Linked DNA regions of Mus musculus: all the other regions are linked to region 2. Evidence: chromatin contacts called from public Hi-C and HiChIP or PLAC-seq data. All regions are on one chromosome and are shown on one strand. Each heading gives the region's core, a stretch centred on a gene start, on an enhancer-like site or on the middle of the called end of the contact. The rest is flanking DNA. Distances are from core to core; before and after follow the strand shown. Region 1 overlaps Aff3 (AF4/FMR2 family, member 3). Region 2 has its middle 59 kb from the start of Lonrf2. Region 3 overlaps Aff3 (AF4/FMR2 family, member 3).

Evidence for each region. Hi-C and Micro-C count contacts between places; a contact is called where the count stands out from the background. HiChIP or PLAC-seq counts read pairs in DNA pulled down with a chosen protein or histone mark.
Region 1: a contact with region 2 is called in a Hi-C map of the G1E-ER4 cell line, with 4 times the contacts expected there. The contact joins two enhancer-like sites. A contact is called at or near these places in 2 of 15 datasets of contacts at CTCF or cohesin (large pre-B cells and pro-B cells), 3 of 484 Hi-C or Micro-C datasets (the G1E-ER4 cell line, erythroid progenitors and nephron progenitors) and 2 of 115 datasets of contacts at active chromatin or transcription factors (differentiating embryonic stem cells and embryonic stem cells).
Region 3: an H3K27ac HiChIP or PLAC-seq map of DN3 thymocytes shows a contact between it and region 2, with 5 times the contacts expected there. The contact joins two enhancer-like sites. A contact is called at or near these places in 2 of 15 datasets of contacts at CTCF or cohesin (large pre-B cells and pro-B cells), 2 of 484 Hi-C or Micro-C datasets (the AtT-20 cell line and bone marrow-derived macrophages) and 2 of 115 datasets of contacts at active chromatin or transcription factors (DN3 thymocytes and memory CD8 T cells).

The regions. Positions count from the first base shown.
Region 1 is chr1:38,468,429-38,471,749 of GRCm38.p6, reverse strand. The region is part of intron 4 of Aff3 (AF4/FMR2 family, member 3); the gene reads left to right. Among named protein-coding and RNA genes, the nearest start is that of Aff3, 160 kb to the left of the region's middle. Within about 2 kb of position 1,424, at least 26 of the 459 cell types and tissues checked have an H3K27ac peak or open chromatin away from gene starts, as enhancers often do. A contact at or near this core is called in the G1E-ER4 cell line, where this site is marked.
Region 2 is chr1:38,776,214-38,779,469 of GRCm38.p6, reverse strand. No RefSeq gene overlaps it. Among named protein-coding and RNA genes, the nearest start is that of Lonrf2, 59 kb to the left of the region's middle. Within about 2 kb of position 1,864, at least 87 of the 459 cell types and tissues checked have an H3K27ac peak or open chromatin away from gene starts, as enhancers often do. A contact at or near this core is called in DN3 thymocytes and the G1E-ER4 cell line, where this site is marked.
Region 3 is chr1:38,356,692-38,359,647 of GRCm38.p6, reverse strand. All of the region lies in intron 5 of Aff3 (AF4/FMR2 family, member 3), which reads left to right. Among named protein-coding and RNA genes, the nearest start is that of Gm16150, 140 kb to the right of the region's middle. Within about 2 kb of position 1,502, at least 33 of the 459 cell types and tissues checked have an H3K27ac peak or open chromatin away from gene starts, as enhancers often do. A contact at or near this core is called in DN3 thymocytes, where this site is marked.

The DNA of each region.
Region 1 (3,321 bases), core at 175-2,674, 310 kb after region 2:
TGACCGAGTTATGGGTTTTCTAATATTTGACGAATTTATTTTTGTCTATCTGTATCATTTCTTAAATCATAACCCCCCCCAAAGGGGTTAAACTGATGTAAATTATTATTCAGCTGTTTCTTTTTTTTTTTAATTAGGTATTTTCCTCATTTACATTTTCAATGCTATCCCAAAGGTTCCCCATACCCACCCCCCCAATCCCCTACCCACCCACTCCCCCTTTTTGGCCTTGGCGTTCCCCTGTACTGGGGCATATAAAGTTTGCAAGTCCAATGGGCCTCTCTTTGCAGTGATGGCCGACTAGGCCATCTTTTGATACATATGCAGCTAAAGATAAGAGCTCCCGGGTACTGGTTAGCTCATATTGTTGTTCCACCTATAGGGTTGCAGTTCCCTTTAGCTCCTTGGGTAATTTCTCTAGCTCCTCCATAAGGGGCTGTGTGACCCATCCAATAGCTGACTGTGATCATCCACTTCTGTGTTTGCTAGGCCCCGGCTGTTTCAAAAGCTGACTTTATAATCCATAACATTTTATCCAGGATGTGAAAATTTAGTTCCTGAAGAGTGTGAGTGTACGTGCGCGCACACATGTGTGGTTTGTGTGTGTGTGTGTGACTCATGTGATCTCTGTATTCTGCTGTGGAGTGCTTTGTGATCAAAGTTCTTCTAATCAAAGGCTGTTGCAGCCCCGGGAGGCTTGGTATGAGTGTGTCCCAGACTGAATTGACAAGTCCCCAACAGCAGGCCTGATAACGTTCCCTGCTATGTGAACTGAGGTCGGGGCTGTCTGCAGCCCCAGCCGAAGTGTTACTTTACCCATCAGATTGCCAGGGCCTCGAGAGCCGGATCTTGTTTTCTGGCATCTTCCTGTGTCTCCCACGGAAGAAGGAGTGGGCTGAGTTACCTGAAGCGATGTGATAACTTGGTAGGTGCAGATCGGGTTTCCGAGCCTTTGGAGGCAGGTTCTTTCACAGGTAGCAGCTTTCAGGTTCTGACAGGGAAGGACGAAGTCCAGCCCATTCTTGCTTTACAAATATAATTAGGCAAGTATACGCTGTAAAGATGATCTATAAAACCTAAAAATGAAAGCGTTCCCTTGTCATCACTGCCGAGGATGCGAATGTACATTTAATGAAAGATTGCTCTCTTCCTGTGTAACGGACTTAAAGACTGTTCTTCGCCATCAGCGTTGAAGTTTGCATGGACTTACTTAGTGTTAGGCTTTCATTTCCTCTCTTAGTACATCTGTCCCACAATGGCTGTTTCACAGACTCTGACACATGAAACCACCTCCCTCTGGGTTCTGCGGGCTCCCAGTGCACACATGCATATTCTCCGAGAAGGACACTTTAGGGTCTTAGGATTTTAAAGGCACAGAGAGAGCCTGTGAGCTGGCGTGGTTATGACTCATGTTGAAACCTTTGGAATACTGTGTAATTGCTCATCCCCCAGCTTGTGGCTTTGATGCAAACCTTGACTTGCACAGATAGGGTATGACTAGTGGGGAGACGAGGGGTGCAGTTTCTCTATCTTTCCCTCTAAGCAGGCAGCCATGCAAGCTCCCCACCAGTCCAGGACCAGCATAGATCATCGGGACACCCACAGTCTGCATGTGATTGCAGGCCTAGGTAGGAACCTGGAGAAATTAATGACCATTATATCATCTGAATGAGCTGTTGCTTTGCAGGTTTTGTTTGTTTGGTTTTGTTTCCTCTTTTTGTTTTGTTTTGTTTTGTTGACATTTGTATGTGTGAGCAAAATTCTTGCCTTTGACCTCAGAAACTAATTTTTAGGGGCCAGGTGAGATGACTCAGGTGAAGGCCCTTGGCACTAAGTATGAGAACCTTAGTCCAATCTCTGGATCCCACATGCGGTAAGCAAAGAACCAACTGCTATAATCTGTCTTTCAACTCACATAACCATGCAGATGCATACATGGCATGCAACACATATGACATACATACAAGTATATGCTCATGAATAAAATAATAAAGTTTTAAAAAAATGAAGTGTTTTTAGAATCACTTCATCTGTCGGTATATGCAGAGAAAAGAACAGGTTTCTAGGAAGAGGTGATACGTGTCTGTGGCGTTTCAGATACTCTCATGCTGATGTGTGGTGATGTGACGGTGCTGGCCCATCTTACCCTTCTCCACCCCTGTGTGCCGCCGACCAGGCAGCCTCCTTTCCAGACATGTTCGGCAGAGCCACAGAAGTCAGAGTCTTACTCAGACAGCGCAGTCCTCCAGCGTGCCCTAGTTCTCCCATAAGAAGGCAGCATATGCATGTTTAGCATATGGCATTCTCTGTACAGGTATAGCATGTGTTTGTGCCCATTAAACTGTGTAAGTTGGGTCGTTTGGGTTTAGGGACTTTGCCTTGAAGCATTTAGGAACTCGAGAAGCTTGAACACCTCGCTCTGCATAAGCTCCAGGTGTGCCTGGCGCTATGGAGAGAAGCAGGTGGAATCCTGGTGTTTCTGAGCTGCTTTGGGCTCTTGCACACATTCTGTCGCCAGCTCTGTTCTGTTTCCAAGCACCCTTATGTGGCCCAGTAGCTGATAGTTCCAGGGAGACTCTGCATTCTTTATTTTGGATCTCTAACTCTTTGCACAGTCAAACTGGGGTAAACACGTGTTTACCAAATGTGTGAATGATGACTACATTTCATACATACATTTCCAGGGTATCATGAAAATATTTGCGAAGATTGGACACTAAGTACCCTGTAGCATGCAGGAGATAATCGCAGACATCCTAGTATTATTGGTTCTTGATCCATAGTCATGAGGCCATGGGGTATTTTCTGATAATAGAGCAAGTCTTCCAGCATGGAAGTCTGTGTATCAGCCTTGGAGTACCATAAGTGTTTCAGTAAGCACTACTGAATGTCTTCTCTGGACTCAGCCAGTGCCATCAGGGACTGGGTCTTCAATTGCTTCTGTACCTGCAGATCCCTACTCTCTACCTGTCCTTATCTCCAAACCACAGTCTCCACTGAACAGCCTCCATCATGACAAGAACTCGATTCTGGGAAGCCTGGAAAGACAGCTCTCCAAGGAAGTGGAGGGCCAAGTTTAGGCACATGTTCAACTTTGAGTTGTCCTTCTATCTGTCCAAGACTAACAGTGAGGCATTCATTCTGTAGGCTTCCACCCAGCACCTTGTGTACACCACACATGTGCTGTGTACTGAGAATGTAAAGATGTTTTATATATATATATACACACACAAACATATATACACACACACACACACACACACACACATATATACATATATATATATATATAAATAAATAATTCCTGGTTGTGATCTGTGT
Region 2 (3,256 bases), core at 615-3,114:
GTTCACATGTGTGTGCACATGTGTGTGCACAATGGGATGAGCCTCACTCAGCTCCTGTGTCCTGCAGCATAGACATCCGATTCCAGGCAGACCCAAGAAGCTGCTGACCATGGGCTTCTGAGGAGTCTGAAAATGGAAGAAGTCTTAGTTGCTCATTCTCACTCTTAATTGTATATAGTGTGAGTGCATATGTTTGTATGTTGCATGAGTGTGTTCATGAGTGTGTGTGTGTGTGTGTGTGATGCATGTGTTTATTGGGTTAGGCGTGCATATGGAGGTCAGGAGATAAGCTCAGATATTGTTGGTCCTCCATCTCCACCTCTTGTGATGCAGGGTTTCTTTTGCCGTGTCTCGTTGCCACTGGGATGCTACCTAAGCTGTGGTAGCTAAGCCATGAGCGTGTGGGAATCCTCTCTATGGCCCATCTCACAGTAGGAACACTGGTTACAGAGAAGCTCACCATCTGACCTGCTGCTGTGTGGGCTCTGGGGGCTCAAACTCAGACCATCAGAAACAGCAAGTGCTTTACTCACTGAGCCATTATCTCAACACCGTTGTCCCTAATCTTGACTATATCCGTTGCACTGTTTGTCTGCTCCTCCAAGAACAAGTGAAAGCGACGTGCACACCGCTACCTCACCACCCCAAAACTGTGCTCATTATACTTATTCCAAAGGAACTGAATGGTCTCGTTCACACACAACACTACACATGGCTTTATCTGCAGTTGCCAACCCTTAGATGTAGGCACAGTGTCTTGTAGTCGTGAATGGCTAAATAATGGTGTTATAGCTGATAGTGGAATGTTCTTCATTGCCAAGAAGAGGAGTAAGAGGAGGAGGAGGAGGAGGAGCAGGAGGAGGAGGAGGAGGAGAAGGAGGAATTACTAAGGCCTGGAGACATGGAGTCACTTTGGGCATGTTGCTAGGATGGCTCACTTTATTACTGCATATGTCTGAGTGTGCAGTACCCTCAGGGACCAGAAGAGGGTGTCAGTTTTCATGGAGCTGGAGTTAAAGGCAGTTGTGAGCCAACTGACATGGGTGCTGGGGACCAAACTCTAGTGTTCTGGAAGAGCAAAGTACTCTTCCGTGCTAATCCATTTGTGCCAAGATGCTCCACTTTAGGTAATTTTCTACCTCAAAAATTTTTTAAATTAAAAAAATAAAATATATTTTTAAAAAATCCAGTCTTGAGATGGTCAGGTGCCATTTGCTCTGAATTCTGGAAATTCAAAACTATGAAGACAGTCGCAAGATGAGTGGCGGCCAAGTCAGGCTCAGAGAAGGCAGGAGGAAGCAGCACAGCAAGAGGGGTTAGGGCAGGAAGCCACCATGCATATAATGGGACAGGTCTGTGTCCTTATATGTTGGACCAAGCACATAGACCGTCCAACTCCAAAAGCAAACGCTGAAGACACAGCAGACTGTGGGTGGGTGGTAAAGGTTGTTCTGGGGTCCATCAGTTGTAAGGAATGTGTCACTCTGGTGGGGGATGTTTTTGTAGTAAGGCTGTCCCTTTGTGGGGCATCCAGCGAATCTCTGTACCGTCCTCTCTGTTTTACAGGAACTGAGACCTTTCTAAGAAGCAGCAGCTACTAAAAAGAGTGTGTGAATGGCAGAGAGCCATCGGGTAGAGAGCTGACTTAACTTTCCCCTGAGAAGGGACTTTCTCGCTTGTGAAAGGAGAACATAACAGGGAGTTGCCGTTTGAGTAACGGTGGTAAGAAAACCCAGAGTCCACTTCAGCCATTACTTCCACTCAGCAAAAATAGCCTCGGGACCAGTTTCTTTCCTCTCGTCAAATGAGTCTTTGTGGGTTTGTGGCTTTTCCCACGTCAGAGTGTGAGCAGAGCTCTCACTTCTGGCTTCTTGTTTTCACTAGATAGCTGAGGTGCCCCAAGAAAGAGGGGTGGCTGTCTGTCCCAGGTGCTTGAGAGCCACATCTGGGCCTAGGCCCTTCTCTTATGGCTACTGTATTAAGGCCTCCCGTGTGAAGTCCTGCCTGCGTGGGTGGGATAGTGACCATGTGTCTGTGACCCTGAGCTGCTCAGTGTGCCACTCAAAGAGTGTGCAAGTAGAGCTAGTGGGTGCTGCTACAGTGTCTGGGCAGCTGGAAGACCTGGAGATAAGGACTTTGTTTCTTCCCCCTGGGACCCCAAACCAGGCTGGAACTGCTTTGGGCTTGTCATGGTGTCGGCAAAAGGCTAGCAGGATGGTTAGCATGTCCTCAAAGCTCTGCTGTTTTTCAGCTAGAGGAGAAGCAAGCCCAACAGAGAGCAGTTGGAGCTACCACAGTGGTAACTGACACTCACCTCTGTCTCCCAGCCACATCCCAGGTCACCATGCCCGTCTGGAACCCATGGCAATGTGACTGTCACACAGTGTGTGTCTGAGCTTCTGAGCAGGGAGAAGCCTGTTGACAGTGACACTCTGTGAATCTGCTTTGTCTCCAAGGGATAATTAGCCGGGGTTGGTATGATATCAGGAAAATTTTAATTATTGTGATGAGGTAACCGCAGTCTGGGAATTTGTGGGGCCATCATTGATGGTGACAGGAAAAATATTTGCTGCTTTGTGCTACACCCAGGGTTTCAGGAAATGGGGGAAAATGGGACTTGACAATGCGTGACAGCAGGAGCCCCTTTTCAGGAGATGGCAATCTCATTTTGGGGGTACAGTGGCTGTTGAGGTACTTGCCAAGGTTCTGTGTGGAATGGGGAAGGAAGTGTGTGTTTAAGTGGTTGTCGGTTCCATTCTAAACTCACTCTCCCTCACACTCATCCACCCACTCACACATCCTATCCACACACACAACTCCCACATCTTATCCACACACACGAAATCAAATCCACACACTCACACATCCTATCCACACACAGTAACTCACAACCACACACTCACACATCCTATCCACACACACTCATACCCCCACACACTAACTCACACATCTAAACATAGTAACTCACACACACACACTTATACATCTTATCCACACACACTAACTCACATCCAGATGTTCATATGCTGATTTTCATACACATACGTACTACCAACATCCTCATGAACAGTTGTTCATACCTCAGAACTGAGGTGCACACTCATGTGTGTATGCACATGCACACACAGTCACATTTATTCACCCACCCTACTTCTCACATATATGCACAAACACATACACGGTTCAAAACAAGTAAGGCCTCTCACATTGGTCCCAGAATGAAGTGGTCACTTCAGTGCTTTGATGTATGTATTGG
Region 3 (2,956 bases), core at 253-2,752, 420 kb after region 2:
GTGTAAGGCCACCAGACCCGGGACAAAATGGCTGAGCCATGGGTTTGCATCTAGCGTTAGCGGATGTCACCGGGTCGTGGGAACATTTTCATGGATTCAGAAAACAAAAGAACCCAAGGAGTGCCTGATGTATCGTGAAGGTAGAGAGTGACTTTAAATGTTCTGAACGAAGAGTCTTAAGGAGAGATGTGTTCAAGGGCAGGATGGTGAGGGTGCTTACACCAGTGTGGCAGTATCTTTCGTTGTGGGAGGAAATCCAGACCACTGGCTCCTCAGGGCTCAGCCGCTAAGCCCCAGCACATCACAGTGCGGCCCGCTGATGCCCATGGTGTGGCCTTTGCGCATGCGCTGCCTCACTGTGCGCCTGGGCCTCAAGTACACGAGGACTCAGGAGAGGAAGCTTTGCTCTGCATAGAAAGTGCGGGCAGCTCCTCCGGGCACTGTTCCGGGATGCTCGTGGGTCACAGGCAGGTAAAGAGAAGACCCCCACAGGCACTTGGCACAGAGTGTCAGTCTGTGTTTACACCCTGCTTCTCTAGAGTTCCTGTTATGCACACGGCAAGCTCCGATGTCACTCCTTTCCACGAGTTGCCACCCACGGAGACATCTGAATTTGCAGCCCGTGACCGAGGGAGTTACCTCAGCACACGTGTGTTTGTGGGTTCCTGTCTGCCCACATGCCGTAAGCTCATTTGGAAAAGAGCCCATTCTTTGTATTTTCCGTGCCCGGTGACACACTTAGCACATGGCCCCCGCACGAAGCCAGCTGGTGGCGGCCTCGTCCCTCCCTTACGCGGGAATACTATCAAATGCCTCAGAGCTGAGCCCACACACTCACATTTTGGCTGGAGGCAGCCACTGAGATCCAGCTGGAACTGTTGGTTGTACAGACCAGAATAAGAAAAAAAATTATTTTAGCAGATTTTTGTTGTTGCTATCCCAACAGTTGTCTGTGAACCCAGAGCCCAGAGCCGGACAGTGGGAAGGGCCCTCTCTCTCTCTCTCTCTCTCAGGCCACTTTCCACTGCTGCAGCCAGTTTGCAGTGCGGAGGCACAGGTGCAGGAGACAGGTGACTGTGTTTTGGTTTTTATCATTGACTGTGAAACAGAACGGGGAAAGAGATTTCAGCAGGCCATAAAGCATACTCCACTACAAATGAGATATTAGTGTTAAAATTCTTGTGTGTTGCTAAATATTTACCCAATACGGGTTTCTGCCTTCTGCCAACCGGAAGCATTTTCTTGGCAAATGCGCCTCATCTGGAACTCTGGAATCACTCTCTGCATTACTCCTCTAAGTGCATAAACACAACCATCTGTCTACATGAGGTAAACAGACTGACCCCTATTCTTTATTTAAAAAAAAAAGAAGAAGAAAGAAAAGAAGCCCTTTGTTTTAAATTTAAATTTCTTGAAAATTTCCCAAGATAATCCCGACTCTGCTTGCTGTTTGCAGCCAAAGCAAACAATTCTGAGAGACTTCAGCAAACACGGAACCTTTTCCTTCTCTCCCAGTGTAATCTGAAGCCAGTCTGAGAATTGCATAGCCAACAGTCCCCCTCCCTCTTTTCCTCCTATCTCTTGGGAACATTATTTTACTGTCCTTCTGTAGGCGCTGGATAGTTTTAAAGCATCACATTCATCTTGAACTTTATGCTGTGTGGATCCAGAGTCTCGCCAGCTACCCTGTAATAAAGTTGGGTCAGTAGATATTGACTAAATTCCTTCTAGGTGTTAGCTGGTAGATTCATTTTGGGGGTTTGGGGGTGGTGGGTGTTTGGATGCCATCGAGGAATCACTTGCAGCCCTTGTAAATAGCCATATTGGAAAACAAGTGTGTTCTCCTCACTCAAGACTCCTCAGCTGGTTTTCACAACCTGAGAGAAGGAAGGTTGGCAGTGGAGACCCAGCACGACGCACTGGGTTCCAATCCAGAACAGCTCTTGCTCCTTCTCTCTCTGTGTCTCTGCCTCTGTCTCTGTCTCTCTGCCTTCCTCTGTCTCTGTCTCTCTCCCTCCTTTTCTCCTTCCCTCCCTCTCTCCCTCCATCCCTCTTATTTCATTGGACAGTCTAGTTAAAGGACTTCTAACTCTTTGAATTTAGTTCCACTCTGACCACTGAGATCTCTCACCCCTGTGCCCTATGTAGTAGCACAGCACAGGAAGAATGCCAGAAATAATCGTGACAGAAACAGCAATGTTGAATCCAGCTCTCCCCTGTAAGTACCCATAAATTCACTCCACTATTTTCTAAGGAGCATCTCACTAAGCCAGACTCTGTGGCCATAAACAACTTGAGAATGTTACTATGTTGCCACTCAGTAGAATGGGCGCTGAAAGCAAAGTGCTCCGAGAAGAGGGTAGGGGTGGGGTCTAACACCAGGCGACCCCAGACATGCCTGGGAAAAGGAGGTAGAGGGGAGCTGTTTCCTGGGTAGTGCGGGTCTTGAGGTTCCTAAGGTATGATTGGAAGGGCACCTTTTCTCCATCTAGGAAAAGCCTGAGGTGGGATTTCCTCCCTTGAACTATATGGGGGATTCCTGCGAGGAACAAAACTTGAACCCTTTGATTCAGGGATTCCTTCCAGTGAAAATGACCCTGAATAGCAGCGTGGCGTGCTGGGAAAATTATCTGTCAAAGTTTAATCTGCCTCAGGATTGCTGGCCCTTCCCTTCCCTTCCCTTCCCTTCCCTTCCCTTCCCTTCCCTTCCCTTCCCTTCCCTTCCCTTCCCTTCCCTTCCCTTCCCTCCCCTCCCCTCCCCTTCCCTTCCCTTCCCTTCCCTTCCTTTCCCTTCTCTTCCCTATCCTACCCTACCCTACCCTACCCTACCCTACCACACCTATACAGAGCTCCTTTTGTGACAATTAGTTCAAAAATGACTTGACTAAAACCTCAGCTTTTTCAGTTAGAGAATAATTTAAACATTAAGACAGGATGTTTGACTCTTGGAGTAGAA